2 separate regions of the Mus musculus genome follow, and region 2 is linked to region 1. A link is a contact called in public Hi-C data. All regions are on one chromosome and are shown on one strand. The core of a region is the stretch at or near the end of the contact, and the rest is flanking DNA. Distances in the headings are between cores, read along the strand shown. Region 1 overlaps 9130221F21Rik (RIKEN cDNA 9130221F21 gene). Region 2 overlaps Gm38832 (a long non-coding RNA gene).

Region 1 (4,716 bases), core at 899-3,398:
GGGAGGACTCAAAGGAATGGACAGTTTTGTCTGTTTTCATTTTTTCAAGACATTCTTCCTAGGTAATTCCGGCTGGCCCCAAATTTGAGATCCTTTTGCCTCCACTACTCAAGTGCTAAGACTATAAACTTAAGTCCGTCATGCCTGGAACAGATCTTTGTTTTAAACAGATCTGGCCAGCTTGGTGGAGAGGGGGATGGCCGTGGAGTTAGGGAGACCTGTAAAGTGCTTGTTATCTAGGAAGACCCTACTCAGACACATTGCTCCTGGACATAAGAGGACTCAGGTATGGTGAGATACAGCAACATGCCTGGACCACTAAATCTCTGCCTGCCTCAGTTGACCCTACAATGTCTCCCTATTGGTTAAGAGAGGTCTGTACATTTCCACATGGGAAATGATCATATCATGTGACCCTGAGCTTGGGTATAAGACCACGGGAGAGTTGAACGAGCTATCTGCTGGCTTATCACCCTCTTCTAAGGAAAAAGCCTTCCCAGGAGGCAGTTCCTGGGAAGATCTGGAGTTTCCTACTGCAGCAGGGAGAGGCAGAGACTCTCACCCTTTACCACGATGCAAGAGAGGACTGTTAGTTAAGCCAAAGTGTCAGCCTTATCCTGGAATGTGCACCTGTCCCGCCCCATCAGGAGAAAGCCACAAGTGACAACCACAGGACGTTGAAGGGGAGAACGGTGAATGGGATTTTTTTGCTTTGTTTTAGACTCCCAATGCATGATAGCTTCTTCAAGGTCCCAAGAAATTGTGCTGGTTGCAAAAAGTCCAAGAAAATGTTGCTAAGTCAGAGGAAGGAAAGAGGAAGAGGAAGGAAGAGTGTTCCATTCTTCAAGAACCATCCTCCATTGTCATCCTAATCACAATGTCCCCTTAACCTTGCCCCCAGGAGTCTCAAACTCACCTGTCCTGACCTAAAAAGCTCCTGGCGAATGAGCCTGGAGCATTTTGCCTTTTTGTGGCTTTTCAACCCTGATCTGATGTTTCTTCCCTCCTGGAGGCCCTCTCCACAGTGTGGAGCCCATGCCACACCACAGTCAATCTCCCCTTCCCGTCACTCAGGTCACCTCTGGGGACTGTGTAACAACCAGTCCCTGCTGGTGACCCAGAGCAGCACTACAGTATCTGATCGGACAGCTGTTCAAGTGTGGCTGTTAGTCTAAGCCTGTGGCTGTGTGTCCTATCTCCGGTGTCTTTGATTTGTTTTGTTCCCATGCACAAAGGACAGTCAGGCAGATAGGACCTGCCTTGCTCTGGAGTATTCTCTCCTCAGCGTATTCTGAGTGGCTATGATGGCCTTGGAGAACTGCAAGTTGATGCTCTAACCCCTAATGCTCCCGAATCAGAAAGCCTTTGAGTGCGGGCATGATGCTATAAGTAGGAAGTTCTACCATTGACCTCGTGTTCACCTCTGGAAGTCACAGTCAAATGTGGGCCCATTTAAACCATTTTACAAGGGCTGGCATGATGCTCGGTGGGTAAAGGTGCTTCTGCCAAGTCTGATGAGCTGAGTTTGACCCCTGGGAAGCATATGGTGAGAGAAGAGAACCTACTCCTGAGAGCTGACCTCTGACCCCCACCCATGGATGCCCACACACTTAAACGTATATAAAATAAATTAATTGATATAATTCTTTAAAATATTCTATTAAATTATTTATAGGCTAAACTGTATACAAATGTGTAAAAAACATAAACGAATTTCATATTTTGATTTAGTTTGTGTTTTAAATTAGGCCCTGTTAAACAAGATATCTCACTATACGTATACAAGTATTCTCAAGTCCAAAATATTTCAGCTTGTTCTTTGAGATAGGATATCACTATGTAGCTCTTGCTAGCCTGGAGCTTACTACATAGAGCAGGCTGACCCTGAACTCATAAGAGGTACATCAGCCTTTGCGGCTAAGTGCTGAGACTAAGGTATACAATACCACATTTGACTAGCATTTTGGATCAGGATACTAGCTAGTGTTTTCTCCAGAGTCCTTGCCTCACATTAGGAGGAGCCTACAGCTAGGGTTCAGGGGTCAAGAGGTAGAGTGTAGCCATTTGGTCAGCTCTGAGGGCAGATCTGGTTGAGTCCCTGAACAGGAGGAGTAGCTAATAAGGGGAAGATGGGTGTCTCCTACTTGCTTTCTCACTTCCTCTATTCCTTCCCTATCCCATGACCCTCACTTCTGGTTATCTCATTCCTGGTCCATGCACTGCTCTGGAATTTCCTGCCTAACACATCACTTCTTCCTCTGCTTCAGACAAGGAACTTCAGGTGTCTGTGGTAGCCTCATTATGGATTCCCAAAAGCAAATCCCAATCTAAGGATCTACAAAGTAGCCAGAGGTCTTTGCCTCTTCTTTCTTCCGTCCGTCCGTCCCTCCCTCCCTTCCTTCCTTCCTTCCTTCCTTCCTTCCTTCCTTCCTTCCTTCCTTCCTTCCTCTCTTTCTTCCTTTCTTCCTTTCCTTTTTTTCTTTTCTTTCTTTTTCTGTGCTTGGCACTCTTTTTTTTCAGACATTTTTGTTTTATTCTATGGATATGAATTACCTTTTGTGATCCCTTCTTTTAACCATTATTATAGGATCAGGCTAATAGAAGCACATACCTTTGGTTTTTTTTTCCTGCTTATATGGTGCTATAGTTTGCATTTAGCTTGTGCACTGTGAAACTCTAATAAGAATATAATGTCCCTGTGATTATCTAAAATAAAACCCTGGTCTAAATATGTTACTTAGAAGTGGGGCCCTTGGGTTGTGATTAGGATTAGAAAATGTTATCAATATGGAGACACCCCCCCCCATATTGCTGCATGAAAACACAGAGAGAGGAATATAAGGCATGGACACATACTTACTCCTAGTGTATCATCCTGTGATGCCTTGTGCTGTCTCAGGACTCTGCCAGTATGAATCTCATTCTAAGAGCACCCCTCAAACTTGTACCAGAATCATTAAATGCAATGCTACCACCTTCTTTATAATTTACCTAATATATGGCCACTGGTTTTTAGCAACAGGAAATAAACATATATATGGAAAAGTCTTTCATTTGCAGTGAGTACTGAAAGATATCATCACCTAAGCCAAGTTTAGCCTTTGACTATATCACTCACTCCTTTAGACAAGCCATTGTTCCTGCCACATGCTCATTTGTCAAACATTCTACCTTAGTGGATGGATGGTTTCATCTTGCTACACTCAAGATCTTCTCAGGTTTTGAACGCCAACATTTTTACTCCAGTCTGTTGCTTTGTGGATGACTGTGAGTTTATCTTTCCTTGTAAGTACTTTGGACTCCTGGGTGGGCAGGCCTAAGACCTGGAACTTTCAGCCATTACTAGAACAGAAACTTTGGGCTTCTTTCTCTCATTGCGCTTGGTACTCTAAGCCAAGTGGACCATACACTTCCTATCAGGGGCACAGACCATGTGAGCCTCCCCCTCTCCCACAGGTAGATGGGTTATAAGGACACAGACCTGTCGGAGCAAGGCTGTCCCCAAGGCTCTCATTAGAGCCTGTTGGCTATCCTTAGAAAGCAGCATTGGCAGATTCTAAGGATGAAGAAGTTGCTGGAAGAGTCCTGAAGCTTTCCCTATAGCACAGTCAGAGGTGGCTTTGTGCTTCTGGTTCAATGCTTTTTTCTCATAAATGACTGTGTGAGAGTCGTGAGAGAGAACCACAATGTTCTCTCTTGGCACCAAAGCCTTCTCAACAGCTCCCATCTCTCTCTTGGACAGCATTGCGCTCAGATACCACCACCACATTTGTACAGTTTTTACTGGGCTTGACTTAAGGTTAGGAAATCAGAGGCCACCACTACCCATGCTGACCTCCTCAGTCCTAAGGAAGGATGCTGATGAGGCCTGAGGCCTGTGGTGTCTTGGCATAATGCAAACTGGAACAGGGGGTTGGCGGTGGCTGATGTCCTGGCCTTGCTGAGTAGTATAGATGCTCTCTTCCTCTGTGTTTCCTAAGCTCTTGAAATCACCAAATCAAACAATTGTCTCATTCACACACTGGTAAGAACTTGATGTCTGGGGGGTGGGGGTGGGGGTGGGAGAGGGAAATTCTGGCTTTTCAACATAGTTTCAATTTCAACTGCAATTGTAACTCTCACTAGCACCCTAAATTAAATTCTAGGGTTCTTTTGCCCTTTAACAAGGCTCTGGCTTTCCAATCCCCTGGGTGTCAGAATCAGTTTATTCTGTTTAAATGTGAAGGCTTTCCCTGTCTGGCCTTTACCTGGCTGAGATGCAGTGCACAGTGACCGGTACTCCACAGTCTTGTGGCATTCTCACAGCTGGTCCATGGTGTTATTTCTCTTCTCAGCTTTAGGGACAAAGACACTGAGCCTTACGGAATAGTGCCTAGGAATTGTTTGTAAATAGGTATAAGGACCTCAGCCTGATCCCCAGAACTCACATGACAAAGCCTGGCACAGTGGAGCAAACTTGTGATTCCAGTGTCAGGGAGGCAGAGACAGGAACAGCCCTAGGGCTCCCTGGACAGCTGGCCTAGCCTAATCAGAAAGCCCCAGGTTCCAGTATGTAACGTGCTAGACAATGTCACACTGACACATGTAGACATGGCCTGGGTCAGTCTAAGGTCTGGGATCTTTCCAGCACCATCCTTAGCATTGTCAACCTTCCTGTAGGTTCCTAGGTTGTTTGTTTGCTTGCTTGTTTTTACAGTTCTCCTGTGGCCTCAAACA
Region 2 (4,977 bases), core at 2,139-4,638, 140 kb before region 1:
AAAAGAAAAAGAAAAAAAGATGTAATCCCAGTACTGGGGAAGTAGATGCAGGAAGATCCACAGAGCTTGCTAGCCAGTCAATATGGCTGAATCCATGAGTTCCAGATTCTGTGTGTTCCCCCAACTCCTCCAAGATTTTCCCAACCTCCCCTCCCATTGGAATTCATATCCTTTTAGTCTCTTGTTAGAAAACCATCAGGTATCTAAAGACTGATAATAAAATAAAACGAAACAAGTAGGGCTGGCGAGATGGCTCAGTGGTTAAGAGCGCCAACTGCTCTTCCAAAGGTCCCGAGTTCAAATCCCAGCAACCACATGGTGGCTCACAACCATCCATAATGAAATCTGATGCCCTCTTCTGGAGTATCTGAGGACAGCTACAGTGTACTTACATATAATAAATAAATAAATCTTTTAAAAAATGAAATAAGTAAAACAAACAAACAAAAACTAGATAGGGCAAAGCAAACAAAGAAAAGAGCCAAAGAAAAGCATGAAACACACAAATGCAGAGACACACGTTTGTACACACAGGCTTCCCCTAAGAGCACAAAACCAAAGGCCATAATACATACACAAAGAACCTGTAAGACTGGGGGTAGGGGCCCTGTAAAAACCTTAGGCAACAAAGATCCTCCAAAGATGACACTGAGTTTATTTTGGTCATCTATTGTTGGATGTGGGACCAGGCTTTAAGAGTGGTTTGTGTCCCCAGTGAGACGCTGTTGGAAAAAACTGTTTTGTTTTTTTTTTTTTCATTTGCAAGCAGTTATCAATTAGATATGGCTTCTGAATTAGAGATGAGGGCTCGTGTCCACTTCTTTCAGCACTGGGATCATATCTGGTGCAGACCCACAGAGGCCCTGTGCATGCTGCCACAGTCTCTGTGAGCTCTTGTGTGTATCGGCCCTGCTGTTTTTAGAAAGCCTTGTTTCCTTAGTGTCTGCCACCCAGTCTGTATCTTACAATTTTTCTGCCTCCTCTTTCAAAGGATTCTCTTGAGTCCCGAGGGAAAGGAATTCATGCAGGCATCCCATTTAGGACTGAGTGCTCCAAGATCTCTCACTCTCTGTCCGTTGTCCAGCTGTGTGTCTCAGTATGTTTCCAGCCACTGCAGGAGGAAGCCTCTGTGTTAATGTGTTAAGCTTAAGACATCGATCTATGACTAGAGCAGAATGTTGTTAGGAGTAACACTTTATTAGTTCATTCCTTTAGCAGAGCAGGAGTATTCGATTTTTCCCTAGGTCCCTGGCCTATCTTGTCTCTGGTTCTTGACCATCAGAACACTATCAGGGATATAGTTCATCTCATGGAGTGGGCCTTTACTCAAATCAGATATTGGCTGGTTACGCCCACAAGCTTTGTGCCACTATTGCCCTAGCACATCTTACAAGCAGGTCATTATTGTAGATTCAAGGACTTTGTAGCTTGATGGGTAGTTACCTTTCTCCTTCGGTAGTGTGCTGAGCACCCTCAAGTATCCAGAACAGTAGTCTATAGGGTGATGGCTGTATGTAGGCATCAACTCTACTTCTCTGTGTTCAGTGAGTTGTGTGGTTGTTGTCTCCAGGAATAGGGCTTTACTATCAGTTTAAGGACAACAGCCAAAAGCTTTGGCAACAGCCTGGGTTGGTTGGGAGTTCCAATGGGATGCCTTTGGCCAACGACTCAATTAGATATAACCCATTACCAGCACAAGAAGCTCATTTGGTGACCAGAAATGTCCAGTTGGGGTTCCATCTCCCATTATTTGATCATTTCATTTAGATTTAGGACACTTCTATTGTGTTAGTTTCCCCATGACCCCTCAAATGGCTCTTAGTGCTATCAGTCTCTTCCCATATTCTTTCCCTTACTTCTTCTTTCCTCCTGTCCCCATTTTATCCTCCTGTTCCTGCCTCCCCTGTCCACTTATACTTACCTGTTTTATTTCTCCTTCCTAGGGACATCCCTCCCTCCCTCCCTGCTAGTCCCTTACTCTCTGCCAAACCTCTGTGGTTATCTGGATGGTAGCCTGCTTATTAAAGACTCAACAGCTAACATCACAAATAAACAAGCGTATGCCAAAGTTGTCTTTCTAGGTCTAGGTTACTTCATTCAGGATGATGTTTTTATTTCCTAATTTCATGACTTTATTTCTCTAATGGCTGAATGCATTCCATTATGTAAACTTATCACATTTAAAAATATATATTCATCCATTGGTGGACATCCAGGCTGTTTCCAATTTCTGGTTATTATGAATAGAGCAGCAATGAACATGGTTGAGCAAGTAATGTATAGTATAGTACCGTATAGTATGATATAGAATAGTACCGTATAGTATGGTATAGAATAGTATGGTATGGTAGCATGAAGTAGCCTTTAGGTAGATGTCCAAGAGTGGTATAGTTGGATCTTAGGTAGATCAGTCCCCATCTCCCTGAGGGTCACCACACTGATTTCCATAGTAGCTGTGCAAGTGTGCACTCCCACCAGCAGTGGAGGACTGACCCCTCCCTCCATGTCCTCACCAGCATCTGCTGTCACTTGTTTTATTGAACTTGATCATTGTGACTGGTATAAGATGAAATTTCAAAGTTGATTTGCATTTCTCTGATGACTAACAATACTGAACATTAAAGTACTTCTCAGCCATTTGTATTTCCTCTTTTGAGAATTTTCTGCTCATATATGTACCCCATTTTTAATTGGGTTGCTTGTTTTCTTGATGTCCAGTTTTTTCATTCTTTATACATTTTAGAGATATTAGCACTCTATTGTTGGTAAAAAAAAAATCTTTTCCCATTCTGTAGTCTATTACTTTGTCTGAGTTATGATGTCCCCTGCCACACAGTAGCTTTTCATGAGGTTCTATTTGTGAATTATGTTCTCAGTGTCTATGCTAATGGTGTTCAGTTCAGAATGTCTTCTTCTGTGTCAATGAGTTCAAAACTATTTTCTACTTTTTCTTCTATCAGGTTCAGTGTATCTGATTTTATGTTGAGGTCTTTGCTTCATATGGAGTTTGGGCAGTGTTGTAAATATAGATCTATGTGGATTCTTCTACGTGCAGACAGCCAGTTTGACCAGTACCATTTGTTGAAGAAGCTGGGCTTTTTGTTTGTTTGTTTGTTTGGGCTTTTTTGTTTTGTTTTCCTCCCAGTGTGTGGTTTGACCCATGGGAATTGATGTTCTTCCAGAAAGAGATGACAGAGAAACAAAGATCGGGGACAAAGGCATGAGAGGGGAAGAGGAGCCTCTAGCTAGGACATCAGATAGGAAATGCGCAGACGGAGCGGGAAGGTTCTGTGTGTGCTCCAGCTGCTGGAACCCTGCAACAGTCAGTCAGGGCTGGAAGCTCGGCACTAAGAACAGTACACACGGCTTCACGACACTAGGTGGCGCTGCGTACCGGCTCATGAGTAATAGTCACTGGTTTTCTTTTCAAAAGCGAAGTCCCAGTGAACAGGCTCTGCTGAGTGGAGAAACTGCCAGAGGGGCTGTGACTGGCTCCCGCGCACACCAGTGCTGATGCAAAGTTAGGCTCCTAACTCCTGTTCTTGGCTTTCAAAGAATCTAGATAAATGGCTAGCAGAATCCTGAGTCAGAAGGCAGCCTGAAGGATGCTGAGGCCCAGACCGCCAGCCCCAATCGGTTTTCAGTGTGGCCCAACAAGAAGTCAGATTTCTTGCATCCCCCTTCCCAGGACACTCAACGCCCAGGTCCCCATGGCTTCTTCTATCCGCAGTCACATTGTTGGTTTTTAACGATGGGTCAAGGGAATCTTCCACTAGTATTCCCCTGGGAGTCCAACTGCCTTTTGCCCTGACAATGATCTCAGTTTGGCCTGCAAAGTTTCAGCTGAGGTCATGCCTGAGCCTACATTTGTCAGTTTGGTTTGGTAAGATAAAGTGAGCCATGCCATGCTGTGCTTTGAGAAAGTATATCCTGTTGTGAGTTGACAGTGTGTGTCACTTCCTTCCCTCAGCAAGCTCACTCTGTCTGCACTGAGTTCCAGCCTCTTGCCTCCTGCCTCCTGTTGATCACCCCCTGGCCTGGGCTCAGACTTGCTGAAAATGGCGTTTTGTCCCATGGTTAATAGCTTTGATGTCTGAAGCTACTGCTGGCTTCCAGCCATAAGGCCTGACCCTGCGTCCAAAAGCTTTTATTAAAAGAAGAAATGGGATGGGAAAAAAACTGGTAGTGTGCTTGCTCTTTGAGTGTGAGGCTGGGAGTTCAGATCCCAGAACCCATGTAAATGCCAGATGGGCAATCCCAGCGTTGGGAAGGCAGACAGGGGTGCCCAGAGCAAGCCTGAAAGCTAGACTAACCAGTATTGGTGAGTTCTGGGGTCAACTGGGAGATGCTAACTCAGTGAGTTAAGTGATTAACTCGGAGATCAAGTGAGACTTAATGTCAATCTCAGGTGCACAAGTGTGCACACATGTACCAGCACACACACACGTACACACACACATACACACATACACACACACACACACACACACACACACACACACCCCAATCTACCTTAAACCTGCTTACTGCAGCTTTACATGTGAGTGTGTATGAGAGAGAGAGAGAGGGAGAGGGAGAGGGAGAGAGAAAGAGACAGAGACAGAGATAGAGGGGGACAATGCAGGAAGGATACAATGCATAGGCAGGTAGTTTTTCCTCTAAAGTCAGAGTTCCTGTGGGTGGCCCATCTTTCCTCCAGCATGGAATTTTCCTAGAGGAACCCTGATGCCGACGTCCTCATTACACTACCTTTGCTTAATTACGTTCCCCCTTCTAGATGGAAACTCTGGTACAAAGGGTCTGAGCCGGTGTTTTTGCCGCCTAGGGATTTGGCTGGCAGAGGACTGCAGGCACTGATGGTGGTTATTCTAATGGAGCAGGGCCGTATTTTTGAGAGCCCTACTGGGCACTAGGATACAGTCATGAGTACCTTCTGGAACTGTGTTTTGTTTGCACAAAATGGCATTAGCAGTGGAA

The links. A called contact is a pair of places that touch in the nucleus more often than the background predicts.
Region 2: a contact with region 1 is called in a Hi-C map of bone marrow-derived macrophages, with 44 read pairs. The contact joins two enhancer-like sites. A contact is called at or near these places in 2 of 39 promoter capture datasets (both in liver), 1 of 15 datasets of contacts at CTCF or cohesin (large pre-B cells), 12 of 484 Hi-C or Micro-C datasets (the AML12 cell line, B cells, the N1E-115 cell line and 7 more), 5 of 115 datasets of contacts at active chromatin or transcription factors (bone marrow-derived dendritic cells, bone marrow-derived macrophages, embryonic stem cells and 1 more) and 1 of 9 other capture datasets (embryonic stem cells).

What each region holds. Positions count from the first base shown.
Region 1 is chr6:72,023,108-72,027,823 of GRCm38.p6, reverse strand. The region is part of intron 1 of 9130221F21Rik (RIKEN cDNA 9130221F21 gene); the gene reads left to right. Among named protein-coding and RNA genes, the nearest start is that of 9130221F21Rik, 17 kb to the left of the region's middle. Within about 2 kb of position 2,148, at least 6 of the 459 cell types and tissues checked have an H3K27ac peak or open chromatin away from gene starts, as enhancers often do. A contact at or near this core is called in bone marrow-derived macrophages, where this site is marked.
Region 2 is chr6:72,163,487-72,168,463 of GRCm38.p6, reverse strand. Gm38832 (a long non-coding RNA gene) reads right to left here. Exons shown (of 2, transcript XR_869176.3): 2 at 638-1,111. Among named protein-coding and RNA genes, the nearest start is that of Gm38832, 4.1 kb to the right of the region's middle. Within about 2 kb of position 3,388, at least 42 of the 459 cell types and tissues checked have an H3K27ac peak or open chromatin away from gene starts, as enhancers often do. A contact at or near this core is called in bone marrow-derived macrophages, where this site is marked.